Regions from separate parts of the Hordeum vulgare genome. Here region 1 is linked to region 2. A link is a contact called in public Hi-C data. All regions are on one chromosome and are shown on one strand. The core of a region is the stretch at or near the end of the contact, and the rest is flanking DNA. Distances in the headings are between cores, read along the strand shown. Region 1 holds the start of LOC123426958 (agmatine deiminase). Region 2 holds the start of LOC123426956 (probable inactive ATP-dependent zinc metalloprotease FTSHI 3, chloroplastic).

Region 1 (5,821 bases), core at 545-3,044, 240 kb after region 2:
GTGGGTCCCACCACTTTTTCAGCCAGCCCACCCGTGACCACGCCTCCCCATCGTCCCACCGCGCACCCCACGCCTCCCCATCGTCCTAGGCACCGCGCACCCCAGCCTCCATCGCGAGCTCGCCGCCGCCGCCCTCCATCGCGAGCTCGCCGCCGCCGCCCTCCATCGTGAGCTCGCCCCGGCCGGATCCGCTCGCCTCCGCCCGGATCCGCTCGCCTACTCCGCTCGCCGCCCGGTTTCCACCATGGCCGGTAGGAGCTTCGCCGCCCTTTTCCAAGATTCCCAAGGCGCCGACGAGGAAGAGGACTTGTTTGCTGACGGCTCCCAGGTCGGCAACTACTCCCCACCGATTCGTGCGGCTGCTGCTCCGTTTCGTGCTCCGGCGGCTGGAGGCTTCTCTCCGCGCGTGGGTGGCCTGGGCGCGGCGATTGGAGGCATGGGCGCGGCGGGGACTGGAGGTCTGGGCGCGGCGACTGGAGGCCTAGGTGCGGCCCCGACCTTCCTCGATCCGCCAGCGCCGGGGGGACTGGACCTGAACTCCGAGGCGGCGGCGTTTCCTACACTGTCGGAGTATCAGCATGTTCTGCAGCCCCAGGAGGCCCCTCCCCATCGACGCAGCGGCAAGCATGTGGTGGCCACGGCTGGACGCGGTCGAGGTGCGGGCCGAGGCGTAGGTGGCCGAGGAACCTCATCCAGCGCCGGCATGCCTCCTCGTCCAGCAAGGTCAGGGGCTGGTCGCGGTGGTGGTGTAGTCAAGCGCGGCAGGTCCCTGACCAATGCCGCAAGCGCTCAGACCGGAGGCCACATTGACCTGGACGACGACGAGGAAGGCTTCTACTGTACCAACTTCAACATGCTCCAGAACTCCGACGAGGAAGAAGACGACTCGGATGAGGTAACATTTGAGTGCTCATGTGTTTCACAATTGCAAAGTATCACATGGTATCGTTTTGTAATCGAGTTGCAATGCATGACAGCGTGGCTTTGATCATGCTAAATGGAATGAACCAAGGCTAGAACTCTTTTTAAAATTAGTCATTCGCGAGATTAGTGACGGGAACCGCCCAAACAATCAACATGATCATAACATGAACGTTTTTCGTGATTGGATAGCGGAAGGACTGCATAGTAGGCAGTAATTGGTATTTGTTCTAGTGTCGAACAATGTAATTTGTATTTGTTAGTGATTTGTATTTGTAGGCATATTTGAAATGGATTTGTATTTGTATTTGTATTTGTATTTGTACGCATATTTGAAATGGATTTGTATTTGTATTTGTACGCATATTTGAAATGGATTTGTAAAATGAAATGGCGGGAATAGAAGAATGGCGGAAAAAAAAACAGAATAAAAAGGTATGGTCAGGTGACTTATAAGTCAGGTGACAACCAAACAGGGGTGACTTATAAGTCACTAGTTTTAAATCACCTGACTTATAAGTCACCTGACTTATTGGAACCAAACAAGGTCTAAAGATGCTCTTAAACAAGCACCACCGACGGTGGGCCCACAAGGTACCCGGGCCCCGCGCTCGAGCGCCCTACCGAAAAAGGCACTCAGGATTCCGAGGAATATTTGCATTCCCATGCCCTGGCCGGTAGCGGCGGGCCCACGCATCAGTAGCCACTGGGCGCTAGACACTTGGGCACCGTGCGGCGCAAAGCCCGTCGCGTGGGCCCAGCCTCTAGCAGCAGCACACGCCCCTGACCCGCCCGCCCGGACCGCCTCACGATCTTTCCACACCCCCACCCTTCCCTTTCCCCTCCCTCCCCCACCCCCACGTCCTACATAAAGCAGACGTCGCGTCGAGGCCCGGGAGGCTCTCCTCCACAGTACCAGCAGTATTCCATTCTCCATCCCCGGATTCCCTCAGATCAGCGCGGCGGAGGATCCAACCAATCCAGGTTCGGCGAGAGCCGAGCCGAGGGGAGGATGGTGAAGGCCATGGCGGGGTGCCCGGCGAAGATGGGCTTCCGGATGCCCGCCGAGTGGGAGCCGCACGAGCAGTGCTGGATGGGCTGGCCCGTAAGTCCTCCCCCTCCTCCTCTTCCTCCCTCCCTCGCCCCATCTCGTCTCGCCAGTCGTGTTCTTCGTTTCCGCCCATCTTTTTTCTGCGATCGCCTGATTCCGATCGAACCGCTCCGTTTAGTGGTCGGGGGAAATGTTTGGCCGCGGCCGCTCGTTGGCCCGGCGAGGTTTGTTCGGCTTCGGCATGGCGCAGCTTCTGCTGTTAGTCCCTGAGACGATGCCGTCTCTCGCCGTCCACCTGTTTGCGGGGTGCGCCGAGATTTGTCCCCGCGTGGCGTTGTTGAATTGAACAAGCAAAAAAGAAGAAAGAAACACCACTCCTGCCTTGACAAACAAATACGCCTGCCCATCTACTCGTACTACGCAACTGTTTTGTCATACTTGTCGCTGACGTGTGGGTCCCGTATCGCTGTGTTTAGTAGGCGAACCGAACAGTGGTCCGTTTTGTTTCAACCAATTACGTGTGCTTGGCATGGCAGCACCAGTTGCCAAGTTGAATTATTGGACCCCCTCTCAAGATTCCTTCTCCAGTGAATCTTGGAACCGGGTCGTCAGTGCTCTACCTGTATAATAGTACTCGTACTATGTTTTGTTTGTACTCAACCACCAACCCCAAGTCAAGTGCGTCCATCCCCTTTCGGTGGTCAGGTAAACTATTCCAACGAATCATGTTCCTCCTTCAGAATAAAAGACAGTGGCGAGAGGTTTATACGTCTCTTCAGAGATTTTACCAGGGACGGAGCAAAATAAGTGAATTTACACTTTAATATATGTTTATATATATTCGTATGTTGTCTTTTAGTAAAACCACTTTAATATATGTTTATATATATTCGTATGTTGTCTTTTAGTAAAACCTTTAAAAAAGCTTATATTTAGGAACGGGGAGAGAGTATATATAAAGTGCTTTTAACTCTTTTACCTATAAAAATAACAACAATTCCTCCCGCTTGTTGTCTTTCTGCCACGCAATTCTACATCTGTGTATGCGTCTCTGTTCGAGTCATGTGGCACAGATATCTCAGTATCTAGTTCCATGACGTGCCTTATCTCCAGTTAGAGAAATATTTGGATGTCTGGCTCAGCCGCACCCCGTTCGTTGGCGGGGCGAGGTATCCGTGCGCGTGCTCCTGATGGCGCGGTGGCGTTTCTCCGCGTGCACTTGTTTGCGTATCCACCGAGATTTGTGACCGCGTGACGCTGTTGAATAAGCAAATACTTCTAGTAACAAATACATATCGCTGCCCACGTACTAGCACCTGTTGTCATACTTCTACTAACAAATACTCCCTCCGTTTCTAAATATAAGTCTTTCTAGGAGTTTCACTAATGGACCACATACGGATGTATATAGACATACTTTAGAGTATAGATTCACTCATTTTGCTTCGTATGTAGACACCTAGTAAAATATCTTAAAAGACTTATATTTAGGTACGGAGGGAGTAAATATGACAACAGGTGCTAGTAGGTGTGCAGCTGGCATGCTGGTCCTGTGTCACAGTGTGGGACAAACCAGAGACCGGTCTGGTTTATTTGAACCAACTATGTGCGCTTGCCATCAGCCATCAGAAGCAGTTACAAAGTTGAATTATTGGACCCCCTACCAAGATTCCTAAACTCTAGTGGAATCTTGGAACCGGGTCAGTACGTAGTATGTTTTATTTGCACTCAACCACGGACCACCAACCCCATGTGCATCAATTGTCTTTTACCTATAGAGAATAACAAAAGATGTGTTGACGCATAGCACTAGACATGACCACAATTCCTTCCCCTTGTTCTCTACCACTCCCTCTGGAACCATGTTACTTGTTGAAGCTGTAGTACAAAGTTGTACACTAAAGCTGCGACAGTTAATATGAGTCGGAGGGAGTAACGTTTCTTTTCCTTCTCATTCTACTACTATTACCCCCTCCCAGAAAACCATCGACTTGGACATGCATAAAGCCAAAATTTCAATATTTTATTATCAATATCTTCAAAAAAAAATCTGGATTAGAAACTTCAGAACCATGTGTAAATTTGTCTTAAAAAGTATTTCCACAATATGCAATTTTTGTTGGGTTTATATAAGCACGCTGCAACTGAAATTAGCATTTAGGTCTTGTGGATGACAAGTTGCGACTGAATAATGATATTTGTTTGAAGTATTCTCAGTGTTGTCATTTAGTATTGTCAATGTTGGCGATGTTCCATTCGTTTTAAGACCAGTAGATCGCTGTGTTAATTTCTTGAAAGGCCTTTGTAGTTTCTTTTTAATATTGTGTATCCTCCTCAGCATATGCCCTGAACAACTTTGAAGTGCATCATCATAATAAACATGCCACTTCTTTGAATCTTAGGAGCGTCCAGACAACTGGCGGGAGCATGCTGGGCCAGCTCGAAAAACATTTGAGAGAACTGCAATTGCCATTTCAAAGTTTGAGCCTGTCACCATTTGTGCAAGTACCAAACAGGTGACATGCTTCACATGAACTATGCTATAAACTGCTGCATGATCATGTGCAATTCAACGGTATTCAGTTTCACATTTTTTGTCTCTGGCAGTATCCTTATGTCCACGAGCTGATGCAACACCAACCAAACATCAGGGTGGTCGAGATGAGCATGAATGATTCCTGGTTCCGTGATACTGGTCCCACTGTGCGTAACTTGATTTTTTCTTATATCCCTTTTTACCATTCTGATTACATGGCTAACATTATCCTCGTTTTTAGTTTATTACCCGTGAAGGCGGATCAGATATAGGACTTTCAGAGCAAACAATAGCGGGGATTGACTGGGAATTTAATGCATGGGGAGGTATGTTGTTTATAAAATTAAAGTATGTATACTTTTTTCAGTGTTTTCTTAGTGGCTATTTTTGTTCGTCTAGTTTAACTCTTTTCTTTGGTAATTATTTGTGTTCATGCAAAACCGAAGTTATCAAATCATGCCAATATCTTAGTAGGAACTTGAGAATGGTTCCATATTTTTTACAGAAGCTGTAGACGGCCTGGTTTGCACTATTAAAACATAGAAGCACAAGTATTTTTTTTAGCAAGACTTTCATGACTTCTCTAGTCAATGTCACCTTCTCCGCACGATGATTTAGCAAGTTCTGATTCTGCTGTCCTGCAGGACTAGGTGGTGGTTGCTTTGATGATTGGAGTCTTGACAGAAGCATTGCCAGGAAGGTAAAGAGTGAAATCCTATTTTAGAACGAACTGATATCTTTTGTTGGTTTCTTTTTGTGCTTAAATTTCTTCCATTTTTTTGTGCTAATTTTCAGATAGTCGAGATTGAGAGGATCCCTTGGTTTGCACACACAATGGTTCTCGAGGGTGGAAGCATTCATGTAGATGGAGAAGGTGGTTGATCTGTCATATTGCTGTTGATGAACAAATGGATTCAGCCTGTCTGGTGTTTTGCTAACGATTCTGTCACATTTTGCAAAAGGTACATGCATTACAACAGAAGAGTGCTTGCTGAATCCTAACAGGAACCCTCACATGACTAAACTAGAGATAGAGAATGAGCTGAAGGATTTTCTTGGAGTCACGAAGATCATTTGGATACCTCTGGGACTACACGGTAACCACAAGAACTATTTCGTCAGTTAAAAGGTTTTCGGTTGCTCACTTGTAGATCCGTTTTTTAAAACTGTAAATAACGATTTTGTAGGTGATGAGGATACAAATGGCCATGTTGACAATTTATGCTGTTTCATCAAACCCGGTGTGATTCTCTTGTCGTGGACCGATGACGAGAACGACCCACAGTACGAGATATCGGTGAAGGCACTATCAG
Region 2 (6,557 bases), core at 3,742-6,241:
TGAGCAACCACTGGACTTCCGCATTTCCAGTTGTCCATATATGTATACAAGCGAGAGCAGCTTGTGCTATAGAAACATACATGGTTTCATTAAATTCCTTATCATCTCTTGTGCTGCAATTATTCGACACACCACTTATGAACGTACTACTACGTAGTTACACACAGTGCACACCAAAGATATAACATAGCATACCAACACAGTTGATATGTCTACTTAATACCAGCTCATCGGGAAGCTAGCTAGGCACATACGCGCTAGCTCCCGACAGATCGATCTTATTTCCTGTATGCAATAACCTGGACGTACTCCCTAGATGGGCATGTGCGTACATGTATAGGTGGCGGCAGCTGGTGTTCAGGCCACGAGGCTCCTCTGGTGGAAGCTGGCGATGAAGTCGGCAGCCTTCTGGTCGACGTCGCGCTCGCCGACCCACCACCCGGAGTCCTCGTCGCTGGACCTGACCTTGTGCAGCCCCAGCGCCGGCGGCTGCTCCCAGTCGCTATCCTCGTCGTCGACGTAGGCGTACCGCCTCGACCTCCGTGAGAAGCTGAATATGGCGCAGAAGAACGACGACCTCCTTCCCATATACTGGTGCTACCTCTTGTTAATTAAGTTTAGTGTATGTGATGATTAGCTAGCTAGCTAATCAGTGGTTGGAGAGTGGCTGTCTGGCTTGTGCTCAAGGAATGTGAGAAGAGGCCACCCTCTATTTATAGGCTGGAGAAGCCTTGCATGGCATGGCATGGTGGCTTGCGCGTGTCTGTGTGAGCGCAGGAAAGAGCTAGCCCTAGTCTGGTGGTTAGGGTTCTTCAGGTTCTCGACCACTAAAGGCGCCCTATCAGGGAGATAGAGACCGGACGGACCGGATTTCTGCGACCCGATCAAGATAGGGATCGAACCGTCCGGATTACAGGATGTGATAAGATGCTAAAGCACGGTCGTACACGATATTGTGGTTGGTAAAACACTAAGAAAGTCTTTGCAAGGAAAAGTAGTTTTGAGCTCGATCCCTCCTAGAGAGAAAATATACGTATCGCTCGACCCATTCTACTACCTACGTACGTTCGAATCTCTCTGTGTAAACATTTTTATAATCTGCCCATGTGTCTCCGCTAATTATCATGATCATGCACCACAAGTTAGAACTAGTTTTTTTTTTCAAAATCTTCTCAAAAAGTTTGATCATGATAACCCCTTTCCCCATAGAAATAGACCCGGGGCAAGTCGATTGTATTCTGTGTAAGGCAGCAGCAGGACACCAAAATGAAACAACTTTGAATTAACACTGTATTTTGGCTCCTTTAGCATATATATAGAAGGTCATCAGTTTGTCAAGCTACTTATAGGATTTAAAAGGAAAAGTCCGATGAACAAAATCATCAAAAGGGGCAAATTTGCGGATACCTTGACAAACTCCAGTTAGCTTAACGTATGATACCCCATAAGTCCTTGAAAATCATCTGGATTTGATGGTTTATTTCCAGATTTAGGTAACCATGGAAATAGCTTGGTAAGGCCTTCTCTTGCAGAATCAGGACCCTTTTGTCTACCATTGACCCCATATTTTTCCCTCTCAATGGCATCCATTATATCCTCCCGAGCCACAATATCGCCACCTTGACAGAACACAATCATCCTCAGAATCTTGCAATAATATAACTTCTTAATTATCATACATTTCATCAACTTAACCATTTTACAAGACAACTCTCTTTCCAAAACATGGGAAATAGACAAAACAGAAATGCAGGTAATTATAATTTCTCAGTAATAAATTAGAACATGGTGGAGTCAAACTGACAAAAGAATGCACTAGCAGTTATAGAGGAATCACAAATCTTGCCCTGTTCCACTGAACATGGACCACGAAATTGCAGGTTTTACACTTTGGAACAACCATTTCTTAATAAAACGATACTGAAATTCCCTTGCAACAAATATGATACTTTAAGCATAAGGAACCAATTGACTTGCTCTAGGTCTTATGTATCTGATGATATAAGATGACTTTAACTTACCTCTTCGAGCAGCTAGTAGAGCAGCCTCATTAACAATGTTTGCTAGATCTGCACCAACCAATCCTGGGGTCACATTAGCAACCAGATCACAAATTATTTCGGAATCCTCTTCTAAAGGAACTTTTCTGAGATGAACAGCCAAAATCTTTCTGCGGCCCTCCAAATCAGGCACACCAACAAAAACCTTTCTTGAGAAGCGACCAGGCCGACAAAGAGCAGAATCCAGAGCCTTAGGTCTATTAGTAGCAGCCATGACAATAACTTTCACGTCCGAGTCAAAACCATCCATTTCTGTAAGCAGCTAGACAAAGAAATAATATGTTCGTCAGTTAATAAGATTTCACAAAGAAAATAGAACGTAGTAAGAGAGCTAAATCACACCTGATTTAGGGTTTGGTCCCTCTCATCATTAAAACTTCTACCTCTGCTTCCACCAACAGCATCAAGTTCGTCAATAAAAATGATTGACGGAGCAGCTTCTTTGGCTTCCTTGAACAAATCCCTTACACGGGCTGCTCCTCTTCCAACAAACATTTCAACAAATTCACTTGCAGAAACAGAGAAGAATGGAATTCCAGCCTCTCCTGCAACTGCCTTCGCCAGCAAAGTTTTCCCGGTTCCAGGAGGGCCAGCAAGCAGAACACCCCTGGGTAATCTCGCTCCTAGCTTCTTGTAGTTCAGTGAACCACGCAAACAGCTCACTATCTACATTAAGAAATTATCATAGTGTATAACAGTTTATGAGCCTTGTATTGATATGAAGTCAATAGAAGTACATAACTAACTCCCGCATGAAGAACTAAAAACAAGACATCGGCTAAAACAAATATAATTCCTAGCATCAAAAAGCTTCAGCAGTCAATACCACAGAATCCATAGATACAAATTACTCCAGTCAGCAGATTTTCATCCGGGTTACTCCATTTAGCATCAGTTTTGCTGTTTTTTACCCCTTTAAAATATCGAAGAGGTGTGTCCCTGTAGGAATGCAAATTTGGAACCTTTAGGGCACCCTCCGGCTCTTAGTTCAACCAAATGAACTAAATTTTCAAAAGTGATGTAAATTCTGAAAGTTTAGTTCATTTAGTTGAACTGAGGAGGGTCAGGGGGTACCCTCAAGGTTCCAAATCTGCATCTAGATGTCCCGGGTGTTGGGTACACGTAACGTGCCATGGCATGGTTTTCCTTCTGGATTTTTTTTCTTACGCACGAACGGGTCGAATGGCATAGTCAGACACAGATTTTTTCTCGTGGTCGTCAGGTGTACATATGTACCATATCCTGCAGTTCGTTTTGCTAAACATTTAATGATGTATTCATATTCCAGACATGCTCGTGCCATTTTTCTTGAAACAAGGCTTTGTCAAATAAAAGGGAGCAAACATACGATTTCCTACAGGAACCACATTGTAGTCCAGCAACAAGTCAATAAGGCAAGCAGGCTTAAGTGCCATTGCATGATCTTACTTGTGACATTTCTTATTTTCCAAAGTTCCTCCTCATACCCTTAGTATTTGCAGTTTCAATAGATTGCCACAAGTCAGGGAAAGTTTATCTGGCAAGAATAATACCATTTGTGATTGACATATGCAATTGTGAACTCTCGGTCCACCTGGATTTCTATAAATGAGAATCAACAAGATTAGCAAGACCTCGTTCTAAGATCCATGTGTGGGTGGGGCTTGTTATATGGGTGTAATTTTTGTTAATTCCTTTCTTAAACTTGATTGGCATTTTGCTGAATTGCTATGTCAATGCACTCTGTCTATTGTCTACTCGTGAGAATGTCATCAACATCACAGAAAACAATCAAGTAGAGAGGCCATATTCACCTCGACAAGCTCCTCCTTGGCTTCATCCACGCCCTGGACATCGTCAAACCCCACCTGCTGCTTCCTGGGCCGGCGGCGCTTGTCCGCGTTGCCCCCAGACGACATCTGCCTCTGCAAGAACCACATCATCGGCAGCAATGAGAACCACAGCGTGAGCAGCGTGGTCAGCATGTCCACCAGCAGCCTCCCCGCCGGCCGTGGAGCAGACCGGTAGTCCACCCCGCCCTCCCGCATCAGCCCTAGCAGGAAGCCCTCGTCGTGCGGCACCCTCCTCGCGTAGTACGGCCACTTCGGCACGGCGGCGCCCCTGCCGGTCTCGCGCTCGTCCTCGCCGCTGCCGGCGTCCTCGGCCTTGCTGAAGTAGATGCGGCGCGAGTCCTCCTCGAACGCGACGGCGGTCACGGCGCCCGCGCGCAGCCCCGCCAGGAGGTCCGCGTAGGCCACCTCCTGGGCCGGGTTTTTGGGCAGCGTGAGCCGCGCGGCGAGCAGGAGGGCCCCCAGGACGACCGACGCGACCGCAGGCGGCGGCACGCGACGGATGGCCCGCCGCAACGCCGCCACGGCGTCGCCGGCGAGCTCCCGCGGCGACAGAAGCCGCAGGAGACGCCACCGCAGCACCCGCAGCCGCGGCCTGAGCCGCAGGCGCCGCCGCAGGCTCTTGGGCTGGTCCGTGCGGAGCCCCAAATCGGCGCCCTTGTCCTTCTCCACCTCGCCGACCTTGGCACGTACCGGGCTCCTCCGCCGCAGCCGCAGCCTCGTGCAGCGCCCGGCGTTAGGCACTCCGCCGCAGCATCCATAGCTCTCGCTCTCGGCGAAGCAGCTCCGGGAAGAAGTGGGGTGGCTGAAGCAGACGTGGTGCCGCAGGAGAGAGGCGGCGGCAGCGGATAAGGGGGGAAGGGACGCCATTGGAGCCACGTACTCCCTCCTAGCTCAGTTCGTTACCGCCATTCGATCGGACAGAGGTCGCGCGGGATGCGCGCACGGGGTGTTCGAGGGAATTCCTCTCCCAGAAGAAGTGGCGTGTTGCCGGCTTGGCCTGGTGATGATTCGTGGACGGAGACGGAGAGGACCATAGCCGAACAGATTTATTTATTTTTATCCGGGAAATTGCTGGTCGTGGGCTTTCTATCTACTGCTCTGCTTGTTATGGATCCAGTCCGGATGAGGTTGGACAGAGCCCTCCTTTTCTCTGTTTCTTTTCTATTTTTGTCTATTATACTTTCAAATATTCTAAATATGTATATTGCAAGAAAAACTTTGCATAAAACATTTTCAAAAATGTTAATCAAGCATTAGATAAATATTAAATGTGCATATAAAAAATATTTCTTTTGTATATGAAAAATATACAATATGTATGACATAAGTTGAACATGTATTCAAAAAATTGTAAATAAAGTATCTTCAAAATTTAATCAAGCATTTGATAAATTTAAATGATTATAGAGAGAATATGTGTCACGTATACAAAAAATACAATGTGAATGAAAAACAATACCAATCATGTATTTTAAAAATCGTCAAGTGTATAACAAATACTCTTGGTGTATATAAAAAATGTCCAACGTAAATTAAATAAAATTATACATCAAAAAACATATTTTTTCAGATATATTTTTAGTAAAATGTTAAAAAAGTATATAAAATGTTCCTGATGCATGTGAAAAATGTGCATTATGTGTGACAAACGCTTATTGTCATTAAAAAAATTCAATGTGTATTGAAAAATGTTGACTTTGTATTCAAAAAAGTAAATATTGTATTTGAAAAACATAAATATGTATTAAATATATACAACAAATATAAAACATGTATGAAAAAAGTAGACATCAACAATATTAGTTTAAAATGTAAATCTTCTATTTCAAAAATATTTAATATGTATATAAAATATGTTTATGATATCTACAAAAAAAGTTGTACGTGTTCTAAAAACAGTTGACATGTGTTGAACAAAAGGAAATCGATAAAAATCAACAAAGTAAACCAATAAAAATTCAAAATAAAAATATCATAAAATCAATGCAAAAGAATGAAAACCGATAATGAAACAAAAAAAGTGCAAAACCGCTGAAAATCAAGGAAGAAACAAAAAAATGAGAAAAAAGAAGAAACAGTGAAACGGAGCAAAAAACAACGTAAAACGAATAAAAAGAAAGAAAAAATGAGTGCCAACCATGAAAGAAACTAAGAAAACCGGTGAAAACAAAGAACAACAGAAAACCGAACACAACCAATGAAGAAACAGAAAAGAAAAAGAAGGCACCGCAACGGGCGTGCCTCTCGTGAAGGCAAAAACGCGCCTTTCGCGGAAGCAAAATTGTGGCTCTTTCAAAAAAAAATATCAAAAAACGTGTTTTTTTTTTCCTTTCTGAAAGGCACAGGCGTGCCTCTTGCGGAAGCAAAATCGTGTCTCTCGCAAAAAAAACAGAAAACGAGTTTTTCGCGTAAAAGAGAAGAAAACACTTTTTTCGCGTTTTTCCATCCAAAGGTTACGAAAGATCGGTGAAAACCCGTAATACCAAAAAAAATGAAAAAAACATTCAAAAAAGACGAAAACGCGTGCGAAAAATAAAAATAAAATCCAAAGGGAACACTCTGAACGCGACACGTGGCGGCGGGTAGAAACGCGCCAAGTGGCGGCGCGCGGGAGTGATCGCTGAAAGGCTTCCGAGGGAGCGCTCGGTAACAAGTTGTTCCCGTA

The links. Hi-C and Micro-C count contacts between places; a contact is called where the count stands out from the background.
Region 1: a Hi-C map of seedling shows a contact between it and region 2, with 3 times the contacts expected there. The contact joins the promoter of LOC123426958 here to the promoter of LOC123426956 in region 2. A contact is called at or near these places in 3 of 6 Hi-C or Micro-C datasets (leaf and seedling).

Annotation. Positions count from the first base shown.
Region 1 is chr2H:517,692,346-517,698,166 of MorexV3_pseudomolecules_assembly, forward strand. LOC123426958 (agmatine deiminase) reads left to right here and starts at 1,795. Exons shown (of 10, transcript XM_045110879.1): 1 at 1,795-2,026; 2 at 4,375-4,488; 3 at 4,580-4,675; 4 at 4,750-4,834; 5 at 5,153-5,208; 6 at 5,304-5,382; 7 at 5,471-5,605; 8 at 5,696-5,821. The coding sequence starts at 1,934.
Region 2 is chr2H:517,449,192-517,455,748 of MorexV3_pseudomolecules_assembly, forward strand. LOC123426956 (probable inactive ATP-dependent zinc metalloprotease FTSHI 3, chloroplastic) reads right to left here and starts at 4,992. Exons shown (of 5, transcript XM_045110877.1): 1 at 3,854-4,992; 2 at 2,403-2,726; 3 at 2,022-2,322; 4 at 1,408-1,619. The coding sequence starts at 4,759. The coding sequence ends at 1,423. LOC123426957 reads right to left here and starts at 1,401. Exons shown (of 1, transcript XM_045110878.1): 1 at 1-1,401. The coding sequence starts at 588. The coding sequence ends at 358.